Regions from separate parts of the Mus musculus genome. Here region 1 is linked to region 2. Evidence: chromatin contacts called from public HiChIP or PLAC-seq data. All regions are on one chromosome and are shown on one strand. The core of a region is the stretch at or near the end of the contact, and the rest is flanking DNA. Distances in the headings are between cores, read along the strand shown. Region 1 overlaps Nav2 (neuron navigator 2). Region 2 overlaps 9130015G15Rik (RIKEN cDNA 9130015G15 gene).

The links. HiChIP or PLAC-seq counts read pairs in DNA pulled down with a chosen protein or histone mark.
Region 1: a CTCF HiChIP or PLAC-seq map of the NIH/3T3 cell line shows a contact between it and region 2, with 10 read pairs. The contact joins two enhancer-like sites. A contact is called at or near these places in 1 of 15 datasets of contacts at CTCF or cohesin (the NIH/3T3 cell line), 1 of 484 Hi-C or Micro-C datasets (bone marrow-derived macrophages), 2 of 115 datasets of contacts at active chromatin or transcription factors (embryonic basal ganglia and embryonic midbrain) and 1 of 9 other capture datasets (liver).

Annotation. Positions count from the first base shown.
Region 1 is chr7:49,301,309-49,308,499 of GRCm38.p6, reverse strand. All of the region lies in intron 1 of Nav2 (neuron navigator 2), which reads right to left. Among named protein-coding and RNA genes, the nearest start is that of Gm51448, 46 kb to the left of the region's middle. Within about 2 kb of position 4,444, at least 60 of the 459 cell types and tissues checked have an H3K27ac peak or open chromatin away from gene starts, as enhancers often do.
Region 2 is chr7:49,127,751-49,134,244 of GRCm38.p6, reverse strand. The region is part of intron 3 of 9130015G15Rik (RIKEN cDNA 9130015G15 gene); the gene reads left to right. It also overlaps a transcript of Nav2 not described here. Among named protein-coding and RNA genes, the nearest start is that of 9130015G15Rik, 31 kb to the left of the region's middle. Within about 2 kb of position 1,329, at least 38 of the 459 cell types and tissues checked have an H3K27ac peak or open chromatin away from gene starts, as enhancers often do.

The DNA.
Region 1 (7,191 bases), core at 3,195-5,694, 170 kb before region 2:
ATACACTCTTGCAGCCCTATCTGTGCCTTAGCACTGCTGGTCTCTAGGAAGCACCTGGGTCTCTGCACTGAGGAGCCCAATGCCTAGTCATTGTCCCTAGAAAACCAAAGGTGAGTCTTCTTTTCTGAACGCCGAGCCTCCTTTTGTCCTCATCTGGACAAGCGGGGGCCTGTTATCGAAAAGCTTCTAGTTTACAAAGTTGTAGGAAGATGAAATAGAATCATTGTAAAATCTGCAAATGAAAGTCACTGTGCACACCAGCTATTAAGGTTATTTGAGCAGTTCTTTTTTTTTTTTTTTTTTTTTTTTTTGGTTGGTGTTTGGGTGTTTTGGTTTTTGGTTTTTGGAGACAGGGTTTCTCTGTATAGCCCTGGCTGTCCTGGAGCTCACTTTGTAGACCAGGCTGGCCTCAAGCTCAGAAATCTGCCTGCCTCTGCCTCCTGAGTGCTGGGGTTAAAGGCATGCGCCACCACGCCCGGCATTTTAGCAGTTCTTTTTCTCTCTTCTTGCTGTGTAAAATTCACACTACAAGGAAAAGCTGGATAGAAAGAGTCGTGACTACTTCCCCAAGCTTGGCCCTGCTGGCCATTAGGGGTACTGCTCCCTTTTTTGTGTGGAGAGACACGTACACACTCCTGGATCTTGTACACTCACCTCCTAATCAGAAGGGCAGCTCTTCATCACCCACCAATTACCAGACCCTGAGCCTTAAGCCTGCTGCATCTTCTTCCTAATTTTCACAGCACCCTGGAGGATGCTCTGGTCCCTAAGCACCGACCAGGAGGGAGGTTGAGGTCTAGAAGTCACATGACCAGAGGAGATTACAGGTGTCCTACCACAGCCTGGGCTCTGTGCTCGCACAAACTGCAAGTGGGGGAAGGGTGCTTGCCTGGGTATCATTTCTCACGCCACTCTTACAGCTGGATGCTACTGCTTCTCCTCTGACACCAGCTGCTCCAGCAATGGCTTCCTTGCTGGGTGCTACTGCTTCTCCTCTGACACCAGCTGCTCCAGCAATGGCTTCCTTGCTGGGTGCTACTGCTTCTCCTCTGACACCAGCTGCTCCAGCAATGGCTTCCTTGCTGGGTGCTACTGCTTCTCCTCTGACACCAGCTGCTCCAGCAATGGCTTCCTTGCTGGGTGCTACTGCTTCTCCTCTGACACCAGCTGCTCCAGCAATGGCTTCCTTGCTGGGTGCTACTGCTTCTCCTCTGACACCAGCTGCTTCAGCAATGGTTTCCTTGTCTCTCCATGCCCCGCCTAACACCAGTGAATCCATGGGAAGGGAGCTGAGGGGTGACAAGAACGTCACAGATGCCGTCAACCTGCTGGCTTTGCCTAAGCTTATCCTTTCTCAGCAGGAGCTTCAGGCCCGAGCAGTCACCTCCTCTCACTTTCTTTCATTGAAAATCTACCAGTCACCCTGCAGAGATAACGCAGAGAGATCCAAACGTTGCCTCTAAGGACTCTTGGTCTTTTTGTTGTTGTTGTTAAATCCAATTATCTTTAAAATAAAACACGAAGCGAAACCTGCTCCCCTGTACATCCAGAACAGGCTTCTCAGGCCTTGGCTTAACTGACTTCGTGTTCATTGAACTGCATCAGTGATTAAAGGTCCGGTGGGTGCCCACCTCTGCTCCCTGCCCTGTTGTGGGTGGTTATTCACACACAGTTGACTTCTAAGATGTTCTCAGGAAACTCCCTCCTGCTGAGGGCCAGCAATGATGTCAAGATAAGAAAGGTTTGCTTTTCAGAGCCCCATCCCTAGACATTCACCCAGCAGCTCGGGCCAAGTGGGACCCTAGACTGTGTCTCATTTAGCATTGAAGAAAATGACAAGAAGCTTGACGGTGCCCGCTTAATCTACACCAGTGACTCAGACTCTAGGCTGGATCCTGGATACAGACTACGTTATAACACCTTTACAGGAGGACAGAGAACTGCAAAACCCTCTTACAGAAAAGGCAACGGGGTCAGATTTAGTAAATGGTAAGGTTAGAATTTAAACCAGGAGTCAGCTATGAGCAAAGGCCCTTACTGATGCAGTCCTTGGGTCCACTAAGGTCATATCCCTAGAAGAGCAAGTTCACAGCAGGTTGCTGGCAGCTTTGATACATTGATTTGCAATGTATGTACCGCCCCTCGGACTCTATAGAAGGGGCTGAGGCTCACTTGGGGGAACACATGAGCCCCTCTGAATTACACGACCCAGGCATGCATTTTCCTGTCTGGGCTCAGAAGACTATGGGGGTACCCGGGATAGTAATTGTTGCCTTGTGCATGCTAGCAGGTTGTCTAAGCTCCTCTATCCTTCCTCTGCCTGGTTGGAAGAGAGGTGCAGCCATCTTGGGTGGTCCTTACAGTTCATTTGAAAAGTGAGACAAGTCTAAAGACCCAGCCAGACCCAATAAAGGCTGACCCCCTGACCCATGCAGAAGAAAGCTCTCTCCATTGGATAAAGAGACAGCAAAGATGTCCCAGTTCTGACCTCAGGCACCTGCCACCAGGCCCCAGATGGCACGTACTGGTATGCTCTATGGTTTCCCTGCCTGGCACAGATTCCTCTTTTTTTCTTTTTTCATAAAATCCATTTTCTTCATAAAAACCTCTGCAGTTCAGACTGGACCCTGACTCTCCTATACTGCATTGCAGACTAGCATCTCCGACATGGCTTGAGGAGGAAGGAGGGGGACTCTGGCTATCCCACATCAGGCTAGGGGAAGGTTCCAGGAAAGGATTAAGGAGCTGCAATCATGACCCAGAGCAGCAAAGGCGCGTAATGTCTGCTTATGTTACAGCACTTAAACCAAGCTGTAAAATAGTAGCTTAAGGTTACACAGGCCAATCATAACACATGCAGGGTGAACACTAAGGTGCACTTGTCTAACAAATACTTCATTATGTGAAGACTTAGGCCCAGTGTCCATTATTTTGCTGGTGTTGTTTTTAAATAGCATCTTTAATGAGATTGCCCTAATAGGTAGGAATTCCAGTTTATCCATCCTATTTTCTATTGAGCTCTTATATATCAAGCTCAGAATGGGATCTGCAAAGTGGGAACCTTTCCCCCCAACCCCAAATGCGATGGGTTTATTTTACCCTGATCCACTGGATGCTGAAGGCACTGACCAGACCACAGCACTCTCTGACTTCTGGGGGAAAGTTTACAATCCCTGCCAGCCGAAACCATCAGATAAAACAAAACAGAGCAAACAAACAAACAAACAAACAAAAACTCCACCACATCTTAAGCCAAAGCCAGACAAACCTTTGGATCCCATTTCCTGCTTGAGATGGGAAAAAAAAAAAAATCAGCCCACCTGGAGCAGCAAGGAGAGCACTGCTGGTCTCACCTTTCCTGGGAGGGAGCAGCAGTTACTATTTGGAAATGGAGGGAGGGAAAAGGCGTCTGAAGCCTGCAGGCTTCTTGCAAGCTTAAAATGGAGCTACCACACTGTGAGAGGAAAAATAAGAAGAGGGGCTGCACGTTCCCACCTTCCAACCCCAAATGAGCTAGACCACAAGTGAGCAGCACCCATGTGCATCCGAAGAGACTACAACACAATGCTGGGCAGGGATCCAGCAGGCAGACCACGCTGCCTCAAGTCCTGTCTGGAGAACGCAGCTCTGCACCAAGGAAATGACCCTTGAGGTGCAACTGCAGAAGCCTCAGGAATTAATAGGTGGAAGGGATGGGGACATAAGTCAGTTCAGCTCTGCTTCTTGTGCGAGCGCGCGCGCGCGCGCGCACACACGCACACACACACACACACACACACACACACACACACATACACACACACACACACACATACACACACACACCCTTCAAGATAAAAAGAAATACCAACTGTGGATCGGGGGTTTTCCACTCCAGCAACAATTCAGGATGTCAGGGAAGAGACCACAGTAGAGCTTGTGAGTCTGCAGTGTGCCCTTACCAGCTTCATGGTGGAATTGTTCTGTTCCCAGCGCCACAGCATCACGCTCATCTTACTTCAGGGTGAGGAGGGTGGGGGAAGAGGAAAGGAAGAAGAAAAAAGGAGCCGAAGCACCTGTCGTTGGTCTGGCCCGGGCGCCAGGTCGTCCACCGTTCTGCAGCCCCTGGGGCATCCCTGGCGGGCCACCGAGGTCACTCCGCCAAGCTCTGGGATGAGGGGGGTGGAGGGGAACCAAGGCGGGAGCAGAAGCCCTGCGCTCACAACTCTTGAGTGCCGTGCTCCCTCTGCGCGATCCAGTAACTCCCCTAAGCCCAGAAAGCAGACGCTGGGGCCCCTGGGACTCCGGGTTGTGGTGAGGGAGGGGGGGTGCGGGGGGCACTGTCCACTGTCTTAGGGCTCCCGTGCAAGGGGAGCCGAGAGCAGCCAGCACAGCGGGGAGGTCCTTAACTCTTGAGAAGAGGGCGAGGGTAGGCGGGACAGCCTTGGGCAGGAGGGAGGGCTGCGATCCCGAGAGGGGGCTGTGGCTTCCAGGACCATTCTGGTTCTAAGCCAGGACACCAGCTCGTATCTCCCCCAACACGTGCTCAGCTCCATCTCACCTCTGCATCAAACTCACCCAAATTGTCCCATGGTAGTCACTGGTACCGGGATACAGCTGTAATCTGGATTTCAGCTGTAGGATAAACGCAGGCACACGGGGAGGGAGATTCGCAAGCGCGTGCGCGCTGAAACACACACACACACACACACACACACACACACACACACACACACACACACACACACACACAGTTTCCTGCTACGTAAAGGATAAAGCTTGGGTGTTTTCAAACACACCTGGTAGCTGCCAGAGAAAGGACTTCCGTAAACCCTAGAGGGGGAGGAGGGGACAGGCAGGTACCTGGCTTTGGATACTTTGTTTCCCCCTCAGTGTTCTCTACCTGCTGCAGACTGGGTCTGTGCTTTTCTTTCTGAGACTTCCGGGACTGGGCAGCTCCACGTCCTCTAATCCTAATGTGACTCTCCAGAGGTTCTCAGAAACCTTAACTATCCTCAGAAGGTTTAATGTGTTCAGAGAGTACCCCCCACCCCCACCCATAACCCTGGGCACCCGGACCTCAAGTCTCCTGTCTGGCTTGGGCAGCAGTAAAAGTTCAGGACAACAACAGCCTCCCCAGAACTGATAAGGCTGGGCCAAGATCCTTGGAAGTAACTTATGATACATTATTTCATGTTATTATATGTTCTTTTCAGCAGCCAAAACTTCAAAATGAGAGGAAGTGAGGAGACAGGTCCCAGTCTTTTGAAGAATGGAATTTAAAGCAGACCAAATAGATAAGAAAATATTTCTTATAACCGCTACCCTTCAGGATTTGATTTCTTTCATTGTTAGAAATAAATAAATATGTTTTTAAGACACAGTTTTCTTTGGCTTATCTACCCCATCCTCTTCTACCTTCCACCCCTGACCTTCCAGGCTCTACCAGTAGTAGCCTTTGTTCTGCTGTTAATATATTAAAGTCCTTCCCGCCTCACATCTGACAGTCCCTCCTTGGAACATTGTTCCTCTAGATTCACCTGTGTTCTCATCTCTGAGGTCACCTTCTCAGAAGGCCTTTTGACTTTGGAAATGTAGCAACTCCGCTACCGCCCACTCTTCTCTATCCCACCAGTGTCATTTCTTCACTCCTAGGCTCATTGCTAACTCTGCTAACAGCTAAGTCCCAACCCTCACTAGCTTGTTCTCCTACAGTTTCTGTTCTGCACTTAGTGCTTTGCCACAGTACGTGGCCTGGAGTGGAAGTTACACAGGTCTCTGCAGCTCAGGGGTAGGAATATACCCTAGAGGGGGGCAGCACAGCACACATGATATTTGGAAATGCATGTTTTGTATTAAAATAGACATATAGTCAGAAGCCAAATCTTAAAATATCTTTATTTTCCAGATCTGAAGCTTGGCCACTCTTAGTGGCCAAGACAGCAAAACAGAGGCTGTCTATTGCTGTTTTATGTTTTAATTTAGAGGCCCATGGTATTGGGGAGGAAGGCTGGCAATCAAAGTCTCTGTGTAGATGTTACCAGCGCAGGGGCCCATGAGTTCTCCAGGGAAGCTGTTATAGGCTCAGCACACTTCCTAGGACACTAAGTCACTGCAGAGTCCCAGCCACAGGCAGCGTTGCTAGTCAGGAATGGGAAGCACCACTCACTGTGCAAGGAGGGAGAATGGCAGGGTCACTATGTGCACCTGGCCAGTGTCAATAAAGGGACTCTAGGGATAGCTTGTCCTTCCATGCTTGTATGTGATAGGCAGATGTGCTAGCTCTTTCCGCCTTGAGTCTTTATGGTGCAGCGCTCCCCTGGCTTTGGGTGGTATGGCGAGAAGCTGGAAGAGTCCCTCTCAACTGTGTGACTACCTGGAAGGAAAGACACTGTGCAAACACACTGTACAGCTAGGTAAAGCCTGTCACTGATGAGCACTTCTAGGGCTGTGCATACATTTCTTTCTCAAGAAAAATAAGAAGCATCTCAGGGGGGGCACCCATACCAGGGGGCCCGGGGGTGAGATGGCATGTCAGGGATGGAACAGTCAGAATGAAGATCCCTGGGTGGCAGAAGCTGACAGTTATCTGTTGGCTGAGGCCAGCAAGGTTCTTGCAAAGGAGGGTATCATCTACCTATAGCTCATAAATTAAGAGCAGGGTGTCCAAATTTCTGTTTCAGGATGACCACTGTAGTGACGGGACAGGCTTGAAACGGTAGAGGCTGAAGAGAGAAGGAAGAGAATTGAGGTGATGAGGGGTGGTAGCATGAGTACATGAACAGCAGACATGTGCAGCCACGGCCAGTTGTTCAAGTGTACTGTGGGTGGCTCCTGAGGGTGACAGCTGTGAGTTTACCCCAGCATATCTGCAGACACACACTTTGCCTTGGCGAGTGATTCAGTACCTACCAAGCTGCCTCCACCACTCTGTCTCTTTCCTCTTGTTTTCCTAGTCTCCAGCCATGGCCTTTGGAGGAGGTTAGCCTGTGTGGACCACGTGGGACAATGTTCTACTTGCTCCCCGCTGGTGGTCTCTTTTCCAGTCCTGGCTTTCTGACCTATCCCCTGGGCCTGTCAACTCAGTGCTGACACTTATAAGCTGTGACAAGCTCTCCTACCCCACCCCTGTCTGTGCCTGCTTAGAGCCTGGGTCTGCTTTTACTGTGCTGTGTTCTAGAACATTCCATCCCTGCATCACACTACTCAAAG
Region 2 (6,494 bases), core at 80-2,579:
ACAGGGGCTCTTCCTCAGCTACCACTGAATACCAGGGCACCTGTAGTATTTCTTCAGGAGAGGGAGAGTCCCTCAGAAGGAAAGTGACATGTCTGCATGGTGCCACGTGGACTGCATGACAAGGCAGGGTGAGAGCTTGCACACAGCCAAGGCTTATTACAGTGGTGTCCCCAGGGCTGGGGGCTGGGGTATAAGGGGGATGACGTTCATTGTGCTGGCGCCACTTTCTGTGGGAAGGAGAGGACGGCACCTCATCACTCTTGAACAATATGCTTTTCCTAGTCCCAGATAGCCAGGTGACATGTGTAACCAGAGTGTCCCCTCCTCACTTTTGCACTGCTGGGACATCCCGAGCGAGGCGCCCAGGTCTTCAGGACAGGCATTTACCAGCAGGAATGTCCTCCAGCCACGGCCACAGCTCTCACCAGGCTGCTGCTGAGGCCAGGGGGAATAAATGGGGATTTTAGTCCTTTGGAAGGTTGGGGGAATGGAGACCAGCATTTTCCAGGGTTGAGGCAGTGTGGAGCAGAAGGAAGGCTTTAGGGCAGACAGAAGGGCTTACTGGACTTACAGATAGGCTCAATCAAACATGCAATGATTACCTTTGTGCCCATAAGTATGCTAGGCTCTCAATAGGTGGAAAATGCCATCATCTTGGTTGTTCACTAGCTGTGTGGCTCTGGGCAAGTCACCTGACCTCTCTGAGCCTCAGGCTTCACCTCTATGGGAGGTCTCTGAAGCGCTGGGTGTCTGGTGCTGAGGAACACACAGCAGGTACTCCAGCCATGGGCTACCTTATCCCCTCTTTTAGAAAATCGACTGGTGAGTGGAGGGCAGGCACGTCCACCCTAGCACCCCACCCATCCTCACCCTTCCAACTGTTTTAGCTAAGAAAGTTTTCTGAGAGCGCTGGGTGAAGTGCCTACCACAACTCTCCTTCAAACAGAACAGGAGGCCCCCACTCTGGAGCTCCGCCAAGAGCCTTCTCAGAAAGGCACGACAGCCAGCACTCTGCCCACGGCCTGCCAGGGCCAGACTGGGTGGTGAAAAATAAAATCTAACGAGGTGCTTCTGAGCCCTCGGGAAAGAGACTCATGGAGCGGCTCTGAGCCTGGCTTCTGGGCAACCTGGGGGAACAAGCTTTCAGCCTGTGAACATCCCCAGATATTACTATCAACAGTGTGTGCATGTGTGTTGTGTGCTGTGTGTGTGTTGGTTCTAGAACAAATGCTGATCCCAGCCTCCCCCTCCTCCCCAGAGAGCCTCCCACTCTGAGGATCCCTGAGCTCTGCTCTGAAACGCGTGTTTATGCCTCCCTCTTCTGGTCATAATTGTCATTGCACCCACCCAACCTGCCTGCAGAAGTGGGTGAGCCGGACTTGAATGTCTTACCTGCTTTACCTATCTCCCTTGCAGGAGTGGATGCTGGGCTGGAAGCTTGGCTCTTGTATGCTGCCTTGCAGTAGCCTCATTGACTGCCATATTGACAGTAGGAACAGGGAATGGCTCCAAATAATATCATAGTACCAGCTAATATTTATTTGCTTAATATTTCAGGATTGGTGACTATGTATGCTTAATTTATTTGTTTGTCTGCATCTCTTTATTTACTTAGTATTCGTGGGGAAGATTTGTTTCCCTCATGCCAATGAGTTTTCTTGATTTGTATTCTCTTGTAACCCTGAGGAGGTTTTACTTTCGCCATATCGCTACAGAATCCAGAGCTGAAGCATTCGGAAAGCAGCACACTGCCAGTATACTGCTGGGATTTGAGGCCACATAAGCCTTAGGCCAGGGAGGCTACACATTTCAGTGGTGGCTCTGTGACTTCAGAGCACATGTAGATAGCTAATGGTGCTTGTTAAAATGCAGCTTCCAGGGCCCAGGGGGTCCATGTCTGCAGTAAGTCCTGGAATATGCACTGTAGTACACACAGGGATAATGTCACCCTTGATGTATTGATTCCATGGGTGCTTTTACAGGGACTCAGGGCATCTGGAAAGATCCAGGGCCCAAATGCAGAGAGGGACAGGTGGGTAATTGACTCTGGCATAGGAGGGTCCCTCTGTGCTTAAATTCTGCCAGACTGTGTTGGTCTTCTGGCAGCTCAGAGATATATCAGGTGAGAGGAGGGGACCTCAGAAGTGATGGCGAGCAGGAAGGGACTCTGACCAGACTGTGGGATTGTACAGGTTGCTTCTCTCTGCTCAGACTGTGTGTTTCCTTCTCTTCTTTATTTTCCTCTCCCTGGTCTGCTTCTGCAATCTTCTCCCTCTTCTCTCCCTCCCTGATCCCTAAGAGTTCGCAGCATCTTGGGTATCTAGCATCTCACTTTCTGCTCTCTGATGTCCCCAGACGCCAATCAGTGTCTCCTCTGTGTAGGTTGAACACACTAGCAGGCCTTGCTCTGAGTTTTCACCGGGACAGTATTTGGGGACTCAGGCTGATGAATTCTTGCCAGCCTGGGCCCCTCACAGTTTCCCTTACAGATATGACATGGGACTCAGTTTTACATGGTCCCTTCCTTCCTGAGATTCCTCAGGTCAGCCAACTCTGGGCTGGCCATAACCAGAGCATGGCTCTGCTTTCTTTTTAGCATCCTGTCCTGATGCTGATTTATCATCCACCCCCAATCCAAGCTCCAGGGCCACAGAAACCTGAAGCTGAAAAAGAAGAAAAGTAGTAAGCAAGAATCGAGGAGGTAAGGTGAAGTTCAGCATGGCTGGCAAAGTCAGAGGCTATGTTAACGTCTTTGCTCTATCCTATAGACAGCCAGGGCCCCAGAGATGTCCTAAAGACACCAGGACCCCAAAGATGTCCTAAAGATGGAGAGGGCCCCCAAAGATGTCTTAAACACAGAGAGGCCCCCCAATGGTGTCCTAAAGACCGAGAGATTCCCCAAAGATGTCCTAAAGACTAAGAAGGGCCCAGAGATTGCCTAGAGACAGCCAGTACACCAGAGATGTCCTAAAACAGTGAGGGGTCCCCAAAGATGTCTTAAAGACTGAGAGGGCCCCAGAGAAGTCCTAAAGACTCCAGGACCCCAGAGATATCCTAAAGACAGAGAGGGCCCCAGAGATGTCCTAAAGACACCTGGACTCCAGAGATGTCTTAAAGATAGAGAGGACTCCAGAGATATCCTAAAGACACCAAGACCCCAGAGATGTCCTAAAGACAGAGAGGGCCCCAGAGATGTCCTAAAGACACCAGGACTACAGAGATGTCCTAAAGATACCCGAACTCCAGAGATGTCTTAAAGATAGGACTCCAGAGATGTCCTAAAGACAACAGGACTCCAGAGATGTCCTAAAGACAGAGAAGGCCCCAAAGATCTCCTAGAGACACCAGGACCCAAAAGATGTCCTAAAGATGGAGAGGGCCCCCAACGATGTCTTAAACACAGCAAGGCTCCCAAAGATGTCCTAAAGACTGAGAGGTCCTCAAAGATGTCCTATAGACCAAGAAGGCCCCAGAGATCGCCTAAAGACAGCCAGTACACCAGAGATGCCCTAAGACAGTGAGGGGCCCCAAAGATGTCCTAAAAACAGTAAGGCCCCCAAAGATGTCCTAAAGACTGAGAGGGCCCCAGAGATGTCCCAAAGATAGCCAGGGTCCCTGAGATGTCCTAAAGACTGAGAAGGCCCTTAAGACATCCTAAAACAGTCAGGGCCCCAGAGATGTGCCAAAGATAGCAAGGGCCCCAGTGATGCCCTAAAGCTTATAGGAAGGTCCCAAGAGCTACTCTGATTGCCAAAGGGATTTCCCACCATCCTAGAGGGCTGAGGGCTGATGTTCTAATTGCCCCTTATGGGCTTCCTATGTATAGATGCTATATAGCTGAATGGACAGTAGAGACAGGCTTGGCACAGGCTCCATACCCATCACTTGACAGAGGGTTATTATTTTCACTAGCTATCCTCTGTATAGAAATCAGTAAAATGGGCACAAAATTGCTGCTATTAAGGGATGGGCTGGAAGAACAAATGAATGAATGGAGGAGGCAGAGGCTTTTGTGGAGGCTGTGTGGCTGTGTCTCTGGGTGGGGTGGTCCTCTCCTCTGTAGGGCAAAGAGCAGTGGCAAGGAAAGCTCAGAGCAGAGAGACATTAGAGGGCTCAGATCACCTCTCCAGGAGGCCCCTTTGTCCTCCCCAGGGAGGTCAGCCTGGGCAATGAGGAAAGGTCTCTAGGGAACCCTGTGCCAACCTCAAGCCAGGCACACTCACAGGCTGGCTATGGAGTCTTCAAGTCTCTTAACCTCTATGATCCTAATGGGGCCAAAAAAGGGAGTGGAGTTCTCACATCAGAACCTCCGTGAGTGGTAGGCAGGGGGACCTGAGCTTTGAATAGCTCCAGACTGGGGAACTTGGTCACAGCAGACCAGCTCATATCTCAGGACTTCTCTAGCATCTATCTCAGTTAAACAGGGTAGGGATGAGTGAGTGGCTCCTCAAAGTCTGCCAATGGCTGGTGTGCTCTTAAGCTATTGACTGACATGACAGAGGGAGAATGTCGCCCAAGACTTTGGTGCTGATGAGAGCTGAGGTTGGCTGGATGCCCTGGATTCCTGAACCCCACATGTGTTACACCAAGGTTGGACTCAGTAGGCAGGAACCAGGGCAATTTCCTGACTTTTTTCTAAATAACAGAGGAGCCCAGCATTGTCTCTGTTCCCTGATGATCTGCCTGGTTTCCCTCTGCTGACTCTAGGGACACTCCAGTCATGCATGGCTATCCACTTGCAGATATCTGACTGGGCCAGGCTGTGGCATTACAGAAGTAGAATTAGACATAATTGTGGCCAGAGTGAACCATGAAGGGGGAACTCTGTTCTGTGTCAGCTATCTGAGATGCCTCCCTGCCTGATCTTAGGCTGAAGGTCATGCTGGGAAGGTGGATGAGGTGCCTGTCTACCCAGAGTTTACCAGTTATGCCGAGTGGAAAGAATCTGTGGACAAAGAACTCTCCAGAAGCCCTTGCAGATGGTCTCCTCTGCCTGCTGATGTACCCCTTTACATTTAAAGGCACCAAGGACTCTATTGTTTTGTTTGACCTAATGTTTCAATGGCTTTCTTGTTCCTGTGACCAAAATGCATGGCAAAACCAGCCTCGGGGAGGAAGAAGCCATTCTGAATCAAGGGTTCGGTCCACAAGGGAAATTCAGTTTCCAGCCATCAGCGCACTAGTGGGCACCCAAGGCAGAGGCTGCTCATGCCAGAGGGGAACTGGAAGCAGAGAGCATGATAGGTAGCATGGCCCTAGTATAACCATCACAGGTTCCTCTTAACGGTTCCACAGTCTATGGGCTGGGGAAGGCTCAGCAGGTAAGGGCACATGCTGCTCGTCCAGAGGACCCAACATTAGTTCCCAGTACCCATATTTGATGGCTCACAACTGTAATGCTAGCTCCAGAGGATCTGAAAACTTTTTCTGGTTTCTGGTGGCATGGGAGCACCCATGGTGCTCATGTGCATTCAAGAACACGCCTGTAAATAACAGTACAAAATAGTACGGCCAGCAATGTCGTAAAGCATCAATCTGATAGGACATTTCTACATCACAGATCAACCTGCAACACTGAGTGTCCCCAACTCACTTAATGTGGGAACATCCTTTTCAGTGAAGTCCCCTCCGTAGAAAGGATCAGTGTGACAAACCTACCTTCTGTCTGGCCCCACTTCTCTCATTTCCTGATGTGTGAATATGCAAGGCAAGACAGAATGTCTGGCCTAAGGCCTTACAATCATTATTCTTAACGGGATGAAACTGGTATTTATGCCTTAGCAGGTTCTCTCCACACACAAATGCTTTCCCAGTGTGTCATCTGCTGACCGCGGCCATTAGCAATGTGGAGGATATGCTGTGGAGAGTGCACTGTGAAGGGTGCGCGGTGGAGGATGCACTGTGGAGGATTTACTGTGGAGAACAGGCTGTGGAGGGTCCTTTGTGGAGGATGTGCTGGGAGAGGGTGCACTGTGGAGGATGCTCTGTGGGAGGGTGCGTTGTGGAGAACGTGGTGTGGAGGATATACTGTGGAGAACATGTGCTGTGGAAGATATACTGTGGAGGGCGCGCTGTGAGGATGCTCTGGGGAGGGTGCACTGTGGAGGATGAGCTGTGGTGGATGGCTGTGGAGGATATAATGTAGAGAATATGCTGTGGAGGATATAATGTAGAGGATATGCTGTGGAGGATATACCATGGAGAACATGCTGTGTAGGGTGCGCTAAGGAGGATGTGTTGTGCAGAATGCATAGGTTATTGACAGGTGTTTTCTCTCAGCTGAGCTATGCAGTTCATCTTCCGCACATATTTGGCCTGCTCATCATAAAGATGAAGACACCAAAGCTCAGAAAACCTTTGATTCGAACCCAGGAAGTTGCTTTCAGAGCCCAGTCTCAGCTACACTAGCTCGTTAGTCAGTCACATTTTCCTGAAGCTGGGAGCAAGTGGCTGTGGCTATAGAGCTGGTAAGGCGGGACCTCGGAGGTGGCGCC